Regions from separate parts of the Mus musculus genome. Here region 2 is linked to region 1. A link is a contact called in public HiChIP or PLAC-seq data. All regions are on one chromosome and are shown on one strand. The core of a region is the stretch at or near the end of the contact, and the rest is flanking DNA. Distances in the headings are between cores, read along the strand shown.

Region 1 (7,324 bases), core at 1,364-3,863:
CATCACCATTTCTCAAGGCCTGTGCAGCAGCCTCTGGCATAGAGCTTCCGTTTTCAGCCTTGCATCCCGAGTAATCTAGAGTAATATGCGTAGGAGGCCGGACAATATGTTATATAAAACACATCCATGGGGTTCGTGTGTGCTGGGGACCTGGAGCCATTTTCCCAAGACACCCAGGGACAAAAGCTAAGGGTGGTAGTGTGATTTTGCTGGACACTTGACAGGATGTTTGTCCTTGGTGAGGCACAGAACAATTGATACCAGGTACAAAGGCCAGTGATAGCAGCGTCCGAATGCTGGGGTAACCAGGGTTGCTCTGAGAAAGGCTGTGGGAGAGGCTTCACCTTGTCCTGAGGGCAAGAGGACTCTCAGTAGGTCTTGTTTCTGAAAACTTATCTCTCATTCTTTGTTTCCACCCCAGGTATGCGAGCATGGCGGGAAAACACACTTGAAATGATCATTTAAAAATGTAGGGCTATTACAGGTAAACTATATAAGGCTGAATTCCAAAAGCAAGTGAAATATACGTGTGAGATTCAGAGACTAAACAGAGGTGATGTGGGACGGGAAAGAACTATAAACAGCGAGTGTACAAGTGTATGTGCCCTGAACAGTCAGGGTGGACAGCAAGAAAGCTCTCTGTATTTGTCAGGCAAAGCACAAGGTGAACCCAACCAGGACACAGGGATGGTGCAAGCAGAAGTGGCAAGAGGATGAACCTGAGGCGATGGAACGTGCACTTATCCAGAGAGATACCAGGTTGCTGATTGTAAGGCAGGAGTGGATAAAGCAAAGCTGTTAAGACCTAGAAGGCTATGGTGAAACGTAGTCATGATTCAGAAGTTTGAATGATCGGGATCCAAACCACTCGCTCATGCCTGTAATGGCTGCTCAGAAATTGCAGAAAGCTTTAGTTTAGGGAGTTTAGGGAGACTCAGCCTCAAAGAAACAGGTGGAGAGTAATAGAGGAGGAACCAGTATACTACACTACACTACACACTCACACAAACACTCACACATTCTAGACACACACACACACTCATACACACTCAGACACACACACACTCATACACATACACACACACACACACACACATATATATATATATACATACACACACTCATATATACTTACACAAATGCACACACACATGCACACAGACACCCCACACAAACATATACACACATACACAGATACATATGCACATGGACACCCCTACCCACCTACATACACATGCACACAGATACCCCCCAGACACAGATACACACAGACATACATAGATATACACACTACACATCGCATACAGACATACATACAAATACCACACACAAATGCACACACAACAAACATACCACTCCTGCACCCTCACCCCACACAGACACACATAGACACACACCACACACACATATACCACACATACACACACACTACACACACACACCACACCAGAGACACAGACACACACACACCACACACATGCAAATAGATAACCAAATGATAAATAAAAAAAATCTCTAAAATAACATCCAATTGATAGCGTGCATGGTGGCACCTGTCTGTTAGCCTTAACATTTGGGAGGCAGAGTTAGAGGACACAGAATTCGAGGCCAGTCTGGACTACATAAGACCCTGGCCTCAACAGCTTTTAAACAGAAAAGTGATAGGTTATCTATGATCTGAAGCTGGCAGGGGGAGCAGAGGGAGAGCCCTGAGAAGTCTGGCTGAAGTCAGTGAGGGCGAGAGCAGGGTTGGCCAGGCACTCACAGCGTAGATGGAGATGGGAAGAGTGTGGGAGAACCCAGTGTGGTTGGAGCTGAGCAGAGGCTCAGAACCTTCTGCTGGGACAGTGAATGCTTCAACGCCCTGCGTGTTCTGCATTCCCTGTTGCATGGGGGAACCCTCAGCTCTGCCCAAGTGCTATGAAACTGACCACATACTCATAAACAATGCAGTGCGGGGCGGCTATGTTCTAATAAAGCTTTATTTGCAAATGCGGGCAGTGGGCAGCATTCTCATACTTGTGGCTTTCAGATCCTTGATCTTAACAGGATGACGGTGGTCACACCCCCTAGGAGGGGTCTGCAGATGTTTCTGATTGTCAGGACTTAGGGAGGGGAGGCTAGGAATGCTGACTAATGTCCTGTGATACACAGGACGACCCCCATGATAGCACACCACCCCCTAACCCCCACTGATGTTAACAGTGCCCTGGCTAAGAATTAGGGTCTGAGCACAGAACAACCTGTGGCCATGTGATCACTGGGGACGGAGTGACTCAGGAAATGACAATGTGGGTTTGCCGTCACGGACTCACCTCTTCTTTCCATACAGCACATGAGTGGTGTGAAAACGATGAACTCCCCATTAAACTTAGGTCAGTAACTAAAACCATGAATGGCCTGGCTGGAGGGCTGTAGTAACTTTAAACACATTTCTTTTTACTGCGTGTTTATGGGCAGCCATTTAGGTCTCTCCAGAAGGACATGCTGCATCGATTAAGATCTCGGTGGGTCATGTGTTCGGAAAACATTAAACAGACCCATGCTGCTCTGAAAGCCTCTGCGGTTCCCTTCCCCTGTGACCCCAGGGTCCAGCCACACAGGACTGTCCCATAGATGAGACTCTGCTCCCTCCAAACGTCGACCACACATATGCCCCATGGGCTTTTGTTTTAAATCCCCTCTTTGGTTCTATTTGCCTCTTAGCATGGAGGAACTTTGCAGGGATGACTTGGGGCTGAAGGGCAGTTAGTTGAGCTGATTTACTCTCCTGGGTGAATATTAAGCTCTATTCATTTCTTATTCATGTCTGAAGAACCTTCATGAATGTATCATCAGCCATAGCAGGTAAGCACGTGGTCAGCTCTGTGCAGGTGGGTGCCCTGACAGCCATGCCGGAGTCCCGGTCCCTTCTATATCTCTATGTGCCTACAGAGTGGCCCAACTTACTGGCCTGGTTGTTGATGCCTTTGTGGCTTTGGGAAGCAGGGTTGGGGTGTCTTGTCTACCCCCAAAATTCTTCTGTCACAGCCTAAAATAGTTTTGGAAAGAAATACTCTGTTTCTCTTACAATATTTTCAAGCTATTTGAAAAATTTACAATACTGTTCAGTGTTGTAACTTTTGACATACTATAACATCGCCTTTAAAAATACTTGTTACATTATAACATGCAGTTTGGTGCCTTAATGAGCTGATAACCAATGCCAATGCTCTTAGAAATATCTGTGTTATTTCAGTTTTTAAAATTGTATACTTTCCCACATACATATCTATGGCAAGGTCTCAGCGTGTAGCTCCATTGGCCTGGAACTCATTATGTACAGCAGCTGGCCTCAAACTCACAGAAATCCTCTGCCTCTGCCTCCTGAGTGCTGGGATTAAAGACATGCACCACCATGCCTGGTCCAACACTGGTATTTCTTTATACAATTCATCTTATATATTTTAAAAATAACACTTGCCAGGCATGATGGGCTCATGCTTAGAATCTCGGCAAAGAAACTGAGGCAGGAGGATTAACAAAAGATTAAGTTCACGCTGGAGCCAGCATCTCACTAGCCTGGGTGATGGCCTGAGACCCATCTCAAAATAGCACAACAAAACTTTCATTTTAAAATAGTTTTAGACTAATTGAAGTCTTTCAAAATGGGCAGTGGTCCCGTATCCTATACTGACTCCTGTGACGGCATGCTACAATAACAGGACACATTAATCACACCGAATGCCCCAGTCCCCAATGCATTAGTATGCCAGGACCCACCCTGCCTCCACCTCTTTACTTCTGACTGTTCCCACATGCCGCTCCGTGCCTGGGTGCATTTAACGAGGACAGTCTGTTTGATCTTTCCTTACACTTGATCGTTTGAGGGACACTAGTCAAGTGTCTGCAGGGTTGGCCTCACTGGGATTCATCTGGTGTTTTCCTGGTGCTTAGCCAGGTGTTGAGAGGAAGGCCCAGGTGAAGGACCGTTTCCTCCACCGCTCTCCTGGACACAGGCTGTCAGCACGCCCAGTCCCTGCTGTGTTGACCCTGCTCTGTTGACCTACATTGCCCTGCTGACGCACTGCTGGGCTTCCCCACTGAGAAGCTGCCAATCTTCCTGGTTCCCTAGTGTCCTCTTTGGGAGGAAGTGACCACGCACAGGCCACGTAAGAGGGTGGCAGGTATATGACACCTATCTGAGGCTAGAGGACCTACATAAACAACTCCAATCGCTCATCTTCTCACCCCCCCCCCCAACTTGATTATTTATTCCATCTGTTAAGTGAGACAAGGCTCCGGTGTGTTTATTGTATGTTTTGGGCTCCTATCCAATACTATGCTATTTATTCTGTTGCTCAGACAGATGCAGATCTGGCTCCTGGGGATTCATCCCGTGGGTGTCTGTGACTGTGGCCCTGCTGACATTCAGGTACTTTATGGGGTTTGTGGTCATGGTTGCTCCGTTTCTTCTTTCCAGGCATTTCATTTAAGAGGCTTCAGGCTTCTTGTGTTTCCTTCTGCTAGAATCCCAATTCTCGTTCTCTCTCTCTCTCTCTCTCTCTCTCTCTCTCTCTCTCTCTCTCTCTCTCTCTCCCTCCCTCCCTCCCTCCCTCCCTCCCTCCCTCCCTCCCTCCCTCCCTCTCTCTCTCTCTCTCCCTCCCTCCCCCTTCCTCCCTTCCTCCCTCCCACCTATCTGTTTGAGCACACTCATGAGTGTGTGGTAGGCCAGACACTAATCCTCTGTGTTTTTCTCAGCCACCATCCTCCTGATTTTTTGAGCTAGGGTCTCCTTCTTGGCCAGGGGCAGACAGACTCAGTTCGGCTGACTGGCTGTCAAGCTCCAAGGATCCCCCTGCCTCTGCGCCCTCAGCACTGGGACTACAGATGCACTGTCACACTGGGGTCTTAACGTGGGCCCTGGGGACCTGAACGCAGGCCCTCATCATCTCCCCAGCCCCTCCCCTCACTTTCAGGATTTCCCGGAAGCCTGTCAGAAACCAAGATTTATGTCTAAGAGATGGATGCATCCACCATTACTCAGGTGCTGGCGCCGTGTGGAGCTCTCTGCTCTTGGGGCAGAAGAATATCTGTGGGGGGTTAGGCACACACAATCAAGACGAGCTCCACACGTGACCAGCTATGTTTGCAGGACGCTTACCACGAGTTCCTGTCTACTTGCTCCTTCCAGCTCTCCTCACATGACTCTCTGGCCTCTCCTCCCCTCCTCTGTGCTACCCCCTCTCAAATAACACAGTTCCTTTCACCGCCTCCCCCAGGTGTGTTAGGGAGACACTCTGCACTGTGTCACAAGACGGGCGCTTTGAGCAAGGAGGCCAGAAACAAAACAGGAAGGAAGCAAGGAAGTGCCGGCCTGGCTGCTTTAAGGCTGCGGGGAAACTCTTGTCTCCTCAGATCTAGCAAGTCTTAGGTGGGGATTGGCACTCTCCATGGAGCAGGACCCTCAAGCAGAGGCTGTGACGTCTGCTGTTGTCTGCCTCAGCCTAACCTGTGGGTTTGGTATTCAAAGCTGCTCTGTTCTGGCACAGCGCCTTAGCTGTACTGGCCGGAAAGGAGTCTGGAAGGTCACCAGCTACATGCAAGGCAGAAAGTTCAGGCTTTGCAACAAAGCTCTGTATTCTGCATGCAGCCCACCTGCTTGCTAGAGTAACTCCAACAGAAGGTCCAGGGGCTGGTGGATGGCTCCTGAAAGCAGGGCCTCCTCCTTCTTCCTAGGTCTGTGTCTGCAGCTTCGCTCAGTCAGCTTCTGTAGGGGACGTTATAGATAGCCTCACCTTTTGTGTCTGATGAACTGGGCTTCCTCTTTGGGAGAGGCTGTGCCCAGCTCAGGAGAGAGAGGGCGCTGTTTCTTGGTGGCTCTGGGTGCAGAGGCCTGCCAGTCTTCTCCAGGCCTTGGTTGCTTGGCACAGATCCTTGCCTGGCAGGTACTGTCAGGAGCACGAAGGTTACTGCAGAGCATGAACTGGCCTTTGTCAAATATTTTGCAGGCTTACTGTGTTTGAAGTAAGTTTTGGGCGCTGGGGCTTATTTCATTCCAGGAGAAGTTTCTAGAAACAGGTGAAGACCTCTCCTGCGTGTAAAGTAAATAAGTGTCTGTCCTGGCCTCTTGCATACTGGCAGGACTAAAACCAAATCCTTTGAGAATAAACTGATGTTTTTGTGACCTGTCTCTAGCTTTGCTGTGTAGACCGTAACCTGTGGTCACAAGGAGTAGCGACCAGGAACTGAGAGGCCAGCCAGGAAGCACTGGCTCTGGACACTGTGTGCCCCTGGAGAAGTTCAAAGTTCTTCAGCTGGGTAGAGTACACACTGTTTGAAACATGAGGGAACCTGGTCATAGGGCCTGTGTGTGCTCATGGACCAGATGCTTTGAATTCCTGGCTGCTAGAAAAAGCTCTTTCAAAAGCTCAGGTAGAAGGAAGTGTGCAGGGTTGTGGTACCACCAACTGAATATCAAAGCTATATCTTGTGTCTTGGGCAAGTGTCACTCATATAAGAAGGATGTCTGTAGAAGTTAGGCCCAGTTCTTCCTCCCAGGCCCATGTTCCCAGAAATAAGACTCAGACTCAAAATAGATTTGCAAACACCTTGGCCATATAGCTAGGCTCTTCTCTGGCTCGGTCAAACCATAGATAACTCAATTATTTTAACCTACATTCTGCCATGTGACTGGGTACCTGTGCGCAGGTGCCATGTGCCCTGCCTCTTCACATCTTCCAGGGCTGATCTTCCATCTGCCTCCTAGATAGATGTCTCACCTCTATTTCCTGCCTCAGCCACAGGCCACAGAATTTTTAATTGACAGGTGAGGCATCCACACAATACACAAGAAATTCTTTCTGCCCATTCACATTTCCAACTACTCCATCCTTCTGAAAGTGAAGATCCCGTCCCAGTCCTTCTGAAGTGCAATCAGCAAACAGACAAATAGCTCCATGGGTTGATGATGCAGAGATAACAGACGCTGACTGCTCACAGTTCTAGAGGGCCGGAAGTCTAGGTGCCGTGGGATTCGGTGGCTGGTGAGGGCTCTCTGCTTCATAGGCAGCGATGTCTTTCTGAAAACTCACAGACGTCTCAAGCAATCTCTGTAGGATCATCTTGTCAGGACTCTAATCCCATCTCATGACTTAATCACTTAGTCCCAAATCCCATCTCTTAATATTATCTTACTGAGCTTGGATGGGAGAGACAGGCATTAAGACCACAGCAAGACCTCTTATCTGAAAATTCACTGTGGGCTGTGAGTTTACTGGCTCGTCTATTTCTAGAAACTCAAAACAAAGCAATAGCAAGAAAAAAAAAACGTAAGCATCAAATC
Region 2 (7,324 bases), core at 1,881-4,380, 43 kb before region 1:
CTCCCACTGCGTTGACTCTCTGTCTTCCATCTTTCAGCTGTTCCCCCACTCCCCTCCCATCACAGTCCTAGTGTGTAAAAGACCAACTAGATCCTCTCCCACCAATGGTCAGCTCTTTTTCAGTTCTTAGATACTGCCTGGGCTTTTAGCTAGTGCAGGATGGTTGAACCAGAATAGGGTGTTCCTGGGTGGCTCAACGACCTTGTCTGGCAGCGCGATGATCCAGCCATAGGCACCCTGTGGGGCTGAGGTAGAAAGCCTGGGCTGGGTCTTGTCTGTTCCTTACAAGGGTGTGTCTTTGGCAAGTCCCTTAGCTTTGCTACCCGTTAATGTAAAGTTCAGAAGTGCCCCAGAGGTAGTATGTATGTCCATGACCAAAGAGTTGCCATCATGGCTGCAGAGTCCCGAGGTCCTGCTTTGAATTGTGTCATAACAGTCTCCCGACACCCATGGGGTCAGGGAGTGTGGAGGTGTGGTGACTTACATAATGTCAGGGAGAAGTGGAGATCACTGCCCATAGAATGGCTTCAAAGGGCAGCTCCAGCCCAGGCGCCTCCTTGCTGATTTTATAGAATTCCACATCCTTTCAGGGTCTTGGGTTACAAAACAGTCACGGAGAACTCATGCGCCCCATTAACACTGAGACTTTTATGTATTTACAATTCAGCTTAAATTTTTACCCAGAGAAGTTTTCAAAATGTAACATGTGTTAGTCACTGCGTGAGTTGCGAAACCAAGGAAATATCTGCAAAGTGCTGGCCTTGACAATGTAATCTGGCAAGGCTTAGGGGGGGAATAAAAATAACACTCATGGCTCGGTAGCGTCGCCATCTCTGAGGGTGGGGGGGAGAGCAGAGCCCTTCCCAAGCCCACAGGTGGCTGCTGTGCATATGGGTACACGGGATGGGTGCCTACCCCAGGCCTTTCCTCTCTCTTTTCTCCAGGGCCAGCTCAAGTAGTGCCCCAGGCGGGATGGTTGAGCTCAGCCAGAAGTGGCAGGGACAGACACCAGTGATTCTGCATTCAGATGGGGCTTTTAAGACTGTACTCATTAGCCAGAAGGTCTTGGGCACAGAGACTGGAGGACATACAGGGAGTGGCGGCCTGTTCTGCTGTAGGAGTCCTGTTTAGGATGATGGACTTTGCGTTCCCCTCATGTGACAAGGCCAGCTTGAGTTTTCTAAACACAGCGAGCCTGCATCTCCCCACTGTGTTACAAGCCCACCCGGGTTTTTGGAGCTGACATAAAAGTTCCCGTCTGCACGTGTGTTGTCTGGATTTCTTGGATTTGTTTTTCTTGCTATTACACTCCTGAAAGATTCCTAGCCTAGCAGTGTTTCTGCAGGGGCAGAGGGCTGGGGCATCAAGCCCCTCTGAGTCTTGCCTTCACTGTCCCTTCCAGACTCACCAGCTTCAAGGGTTATATATACCTGTACCTTCCTCTGAGGCCCAAGGGGCCCACTCCCATTACCGAGGCTAGACTATGTACAGGATCCTGAGCTAGCCCAACCCCATATACTGCAAAGGCACTAGCCAGGCTGAAGGGCTTTGTCTGCTGCTTCTAGCTGCAGGGATCTGTAGATAGTATTGCCTGCATCCCATGCTCTCCCTGGAAGGGGCTCTGCCTACCTGGAACCACAGCTCTGGGATGTTACAGGAATGACAGCTGAGCCTCTTGAGACTCAGAGAGAGTGGTCTGTGATTCTTTTTGATCTACAGAGGAGGGAGCCAGGATGTGGTAGCACCTTGCTTGCTCATCACATTGGCCGTACACGACAGACCCGGGGCTGCACATGCCCAGGAGTCCCGCGTGTCCTCCCGAGGGCATACCTCTTTGATCTCTGAGCTCCATGCTTATTGCTCTACTGTAGTCCCCATAGCCTCTCCAACTGTCCCTGAGACTAACAGCTTATATTCCTAGGTTCTGCACGTATCTCCCTCCTGTCCTCACATATCACCTCCTCATTTCTTCCTTGCTGTCTGGTGACAGTATCTGACTGTATGAGTTTTGCCAACTGTCTAGTTTGTACCCTCCAGGAAGATGGCAGGGTACAGGCTTGCTGGCAGAACCTGGCCTGGGCCAGCCTCATAGCAGACTCTGAACCTAGCTCCTTGAAGGAAGGGTTTGTTGATATTCCCCGAGGCTGGGTTCCATGTCTGGGCACAGGACCATTCAGCTCCCTCCTATCTCCAGGTCTTTGGCTGGTCAGCATTTCAAACGATATTGTTTCATATTAAATTATTTCAAATTCCACGGACCCTGGTTTCACAATCAAATAATTTGATCTTGTTTATAAATGGAATTTTTATGTTTTTGACAGCTTCTAGCTTTGCTAGGCTGGATGGTCAGTGGAAGTTTGTCCTCCTATGCCCTCCAGTCCATCTCTGTTACCTTCCCTGGAATATCTCGGAGTCCGGGAACTGTCCCGGAGTTGGGAGGCCAGCGAGGAGGGTGAGTGTCCTTAGGCGTCCTGTGAGGAGGTGACTTTACTAGCTAGGGATCCAGTGCCCAGGGCCTTCTTGGCTTTCCTGGCCTTTTCCATCTTCTGGCTACAAGCATGAGAAACCCCACAAATAAAGGAATTAGAAATGAAGCTTGGTACCCATCGCCCCCATGGCTTATCCTTTGGCTACAGAAGCTAAAGCGCATGTCCCTAAGCCCTGTCCCAGGTGCTTATACACTCTCTCCAGGAGTTTTCCTTTCTTCTGTCATCCCTGATCACCTTAAATGTCACCAGGGACACCCAAAGCCTTGTGGGATGAAGACCTAGATGTGAAAGACGTGACCTGTGGAGGCCTGGGTTTCGTGTGTGGACCTAGGAACTGGTGGCTGTGGGTGCTGATGTAAAGACTCCAGAACACACTGGTGGCTAAGCTGTCTATGCAGCAGGTCGAGGGGCCAGGCTGAGGAAGGCTGAGTACAGACACTGGGCTGAGGAAGAACGTTTGTTGTCGAGAAGACCATACTTGGCAGAAGTTGCCAGATCCCACCTGAAACAGATAAGAATATTAAACTAGTGTAAATATTTTAACCAATGAACTGAATCTCAGGCTCTCCCTAAGAAGTCCCCTTGCCACCTGGGAGGCTGTGCTCTCTGGACGGCCAATAAAATGGTGCATTTGTACAAGGTGCTGGCTGACTCATGCACTGGGCGAGCTGGAGCCCAGGGAGAACAGGGAGGTTGCCTTGTGCCTGAGTCTCAGAAAGGTCAATCGCTAGCTGCCTGAATGAGTCACCCCCCAAGTTTTCACAACTTGGAATCCCAAGTCCCTGGTGCAAATAATTAGGAAGTGGGGGGCCTTTAGGAGGGGGTGAGCTCATGATGGTGGAGTCCCTTGGGTGGATTAGCGCCTTTATAGAAACAAAATGTCTCTGTCTTCCTTTATCTGACAGGATCTCATGTGGCCCAGGCTGGTCTCAAACTCACTATGGAGTTAAGGACAATCTTGACCATCGGACCCTTCTTCCTCTGTCTGCAGAGAGCTGGCACTCTGCAGAATGAATCCAGGGCTTGGTGTAGGCCTGGCCAGCAGTCTATCAACAGAGCGGTATCCCCAGTACGTTCTCTCTTTCTCTGCCCCTCCCTCTCCCTCCGTGTCTTGTCTGGACAGAGAGGTCAGCCAACATGTGGCAAACCAAGTTAGTCTTTTACCAGAACCAAACAGACAGGCCCCTGGATCTTAGACTTTCAGGCTTAGACATTAAGCCTTCGGTTCAGTCTCAGACACAAGGGAAAGTCTAGATGCCCTAGTGCAAAGCCGTTAGGTAGAACGGATCCCCTAGTACTGGGAGGTGGGTCTACCTTTTGCTCTCTCCAGCCTGGCAACTGATTGGTTGAGGCCCACCTATATATCTGGGAGGGAAAACTGTTCTCTGGAGCCAATCCATTCCCATTCTAAAGTCATGCTCAGATGCCCGAACAGAACTGGCCCCCAGTAACACGCGCTCTTTATCTGGCTTCCTGGCCCTGCAGACAGAAGCAGACTTGATCGTCAGAAGACATTCTAGGAGCCTCTTGTCTTTTTCCTTCCTTGCTCTTCTTTGATATATCCCAACTACAGTCCCCCCTCCTCTTCCTCCTCCTCCTTCCTCCTCCTCTCTCCCCCACACTGATCTTCCACTCTACCTCCCCTTAGAAAAGGGCAGGCCTCCCAGAAGTATCAACTAAATGTGGCACCACACGCTTCATTAAGACCAGGCACAAACCATAACACCAAGGCTGGGTGAGGCGGTCCAGCAGGCAGAAAAGGGTCCCATGGATAGACAAGAGTCAGCCACTCCAACTGTTAGGATTCCCATAAGCTCAACACCAAGCTACTCATCCATATCACATGGACAGAGGACCTAGGCAGAATCCCACAGGCAAGGAGTCTCTTTTTAAAATATTCTCTGAGTCCCACTGGGGTGATAAGAGGCATCCTGGTCTTCTGGCTGAAAGCATGGATGACCTGGATCAGCTCCATCAGCATCCCTGCTCAGAGGGTGTCTGGATGTTTCCACAAGGCAGATTGGAACTGAACTGCTGAGAGAGCACAGTGAGGACCCTAGTTCTACAGGCTTCCCCGAGGGGTCCCCAAAGCTGGTGCTAGAGGGCGGACTCAGGAAAGCTCCAGAGAGAGTCGACTGGTAAGGTCTTAGTCAATTGCTCTAGGCTCAGGTCAGGCACTTTAGTCTGAAGAATCCTCTGGGTGTTGGATGCAGGTCAAAGCTTGCCGAAACTGTTTCCCTAGGGCACCCTGAGTTCTTCCAGAGCCTGGTGTTCCTCACTGCACCGCCATGGTCTTTGTTGGCCCATATGGACTCTCATGTCTGCTCTCATATTAAATGTTGGGACCATGCGTAGCTACAGACCTTTAGCCTCTATCTCTACAGAAGCCCTTAGCCACCAAGGGCTAAGTATCCAGACTGGAGGATGCCCAGCTGATGCGCAGGCCTCGTAGAGGCCTGAGGGAAATGGAACCTTCATTTGTGTCATGTCAATGGACGTTTAAACCCAAACAGGCTAAACACACACAGTGTGGATGGTTCAGTGTGCACGCTGAGATCAGCAAATGCTGGGGCACACAGACCTGAGGTTTGTGTCCATGTGTAAGGTGCACCTGCGTGTACCAGGATGGATGGATATTTATCACAGAAAAGAAAGCAATAGATGAGACAAAGCGTGGCCCGTTTGGGGGGCATTAAATAAAAAGAAAAACAGACAGTGGTATATGCTTCTAGAAGACCAGGCAATGGCTGTTTATGTCATCATTTATGTCATCATCAGACACACAAAACATGACAAATCTCATTCTGAGTTCCCTTATTTCAGCGAGCCTTCAGCAGGCCCCAGGAGGTGGGTGGTAGCTTTCCATCCACTTTGTGAGTAAATGACTGAGGACTAGGGAGGGGATGGCCATGTCTAGGCAGTAGAGGTGGTCTATGATGAGGTGGGATGTGGCCCTGAGGTCTTGTCTCCTTATTGATGGTGGTGAGGATGTGGGAGAGTACGGACGAGGCAAGATCTACTCATTCTTCTTTAAACGTTTTCATTCCTGTGTGTGTGTGTGTTATATATGTGTGCTCATGTGTACACGTAGGGCAAAGAGGTATGTGTCTGTTACCTTGTGCACACATGAGGACCAAGGACAGCCTCGGGTGTCAGTCCTCACCTGGCAGAGTCTCTTTTGCTTTATCCCATGTGACATCTCTTCCAGGCTAGCTGGCTATGACCTTCAAGGGAAGTCTTCTATCTCAGCCTCCTACGTTATTAAAAGATGGTGGGATTACAGATAACACCTCCATGAGATTAAGCTCTTATAGGTCTTCAGGCATATGCAGTAGATGTTTTAACCTGCTGGGTCATGCTCCTGGCTCTTGTTTCCATAGTGTGTGTGTGTGTGTGTGTGTGTGTGTGTGTGTGTGTGTGTGTGTGTGTGTGTATGTGTGAGTGTGTATGTATGAATGAATGAGGATGGAGCCCAGAGACGATGACAACTTCCTCTCTTCCTTCCTTCCTCTGTTCCTCTGCCCCCCTCCCTGTGATCGACCCCACTCCCCCATGACAGCTGGCCAGCAAGCTCCAGCACTTTTCCAGCTGAGGGATCTTCCAGTCTCATTTTCTCCTTCTACCTTTCCAGTCCCCTTGAATTTCCCCCTGGGTGCTTATCTGACTTTATTTTACAAACTGCCAACAGAAGATCTCTGGCTAGGGACAATGAGTCTGGGATTCCTTTACTGTGTTTTACTACATTTCAAAGTAAAACGCTGTCATTTTTTTTTTAAACTTCGCCCTATATCGAGGGGAGAGGGTTGAGGCCTGTAGGGAGTTGGTGGAAGAAACAATCGGGATGCTATCAAAGTGTCCCCAAGCCTTGGCGCCTGCTTATTCATGGATATCAGCTCTGTGTGCTGTAGTTCTTGATCAGGCTCTAGCTCAGGTCCTCATAACAGAGATGGGTGCCTGAGGCACAGGGAGCGACTTGCATTTGCTCCAGAGCCCACGTGGCTGCCCTGACTCCAAGCTGGCCAATGACTCTTGCATTGTGGGTGCAGGGCTACCGGGGTCAAAACTGTCCAAGGAACTATATTTAGTCCAGGACAGAACTCAAGGGCCACCTGGCAACAGAAGTGTCCCCCAAAAGCCTGGCACACAAATCACCTCTTTATTTGCCTCTTTCCTTCTCCAAGTCTGCTCTCCAGCTCATTCGCTACTCTTTAACCTGCCTGACAGCTGAGAATGACGTTGCCCTTGGTGACTGTAGGTATCCTGGCAGCCCAGTACAGAAAGACCACTTGAGGCTTCAATGAGTGCCAGGCCTTTCACAGGAGACCTAGGGGTGGGCCTGGTGGTGGCCAGAGGGCTGGGGTTGATTAGCTCTATGACTTAGTCAAAGCCCCCCTCCAACTGGATCTCAGTCCCTTTGTAGAATAAAGGGAGTGGCCAGTCGCTGCAAGTGGATGGCTGAAGTCTCAGGATGGTGGTAGTACAGCCTGTCTCTAAAAATCCTCTCTTGTCCCAGATTCAGTTTGGGGGGATAGACAGGAACGTCTGCCCTGTCTCCATGGGAACAAGTTTGCCCACCCCCCCCCCCTCTTTGGCCAGGTTCCTCATGATGATTCTGGGACATGATGGGTTCCAGCCTCTTGCTGGTTGCTAGCTTTGATCCTAGTCCCTTAGACTGTCCATAAGGCTGAGACCCATACAAGCCAAGCCTTGTTTCACAGATCTGTTGAGAGGCCATGGAGCCAGCCCAGCCCAGTCCACAGCCCCATATACTACTAGCTTGGCCTTCCATGTTTCTCTCACAGTGGCTTTCCAGGGCTTTCTCTACTCTTGGTATC

What was found. HiChIP or PLAC-seq counts read pairs in DNA pulled down with a chosen protein or histone mark.
Region 2: a contact with region 1 is called in an HNF4G HiChIP or PLAC-seq map of pancreatic cancer cells. The contact joins the enhancer-like site here to the promoter of 3110009F21Rik in region 1. A contact is called at or near these places in 2 of 15 datasets of contacts at CTCF or cohesin (both in the NIH/3T3 cell line), 10 of 484 Hi-C or Micro-C datasets (3T3-L1-derived adipocytes, embryonic stem cells, liver and 2 more) and 7 of 115 datasets of contacts at active chromatin or transcription factors (the NIH/3T3 cell line, embryonic stem cells, intestinal crypt epithelium and 3 more).

What each region holds. Positions count from the first base shown.
Region 1 is chr12:110,153,362-110,160,685 of GRCm38.p6, reverse strand. It overlaps 3110009F21Rik (RIKEN cDNA 3110009F21 gene), which reads left to right and starts at 2,613. Exons shown (of 3, transcript NR_045466.1): 1 at 2,613-2,847; 2 at 4,345-4,414.
Region 2 is chr12:110,196,952-110,204,275 of GRCm38.p6, reverse strand. No RefSeq gene overlaps it. Among named protein-coding and RNA genes, the nearest start is that of Gm40575, 4.3 kb to the left of the region's middle. Within about 2 kb of position 3,130, at least 12 of the 459 cell types and tissues checked have an H3K27ac peak or open chromatin away from gene starts, as enhancers often do. A contact at or near this core is called in pancreatic cancer cells, where this site is marked.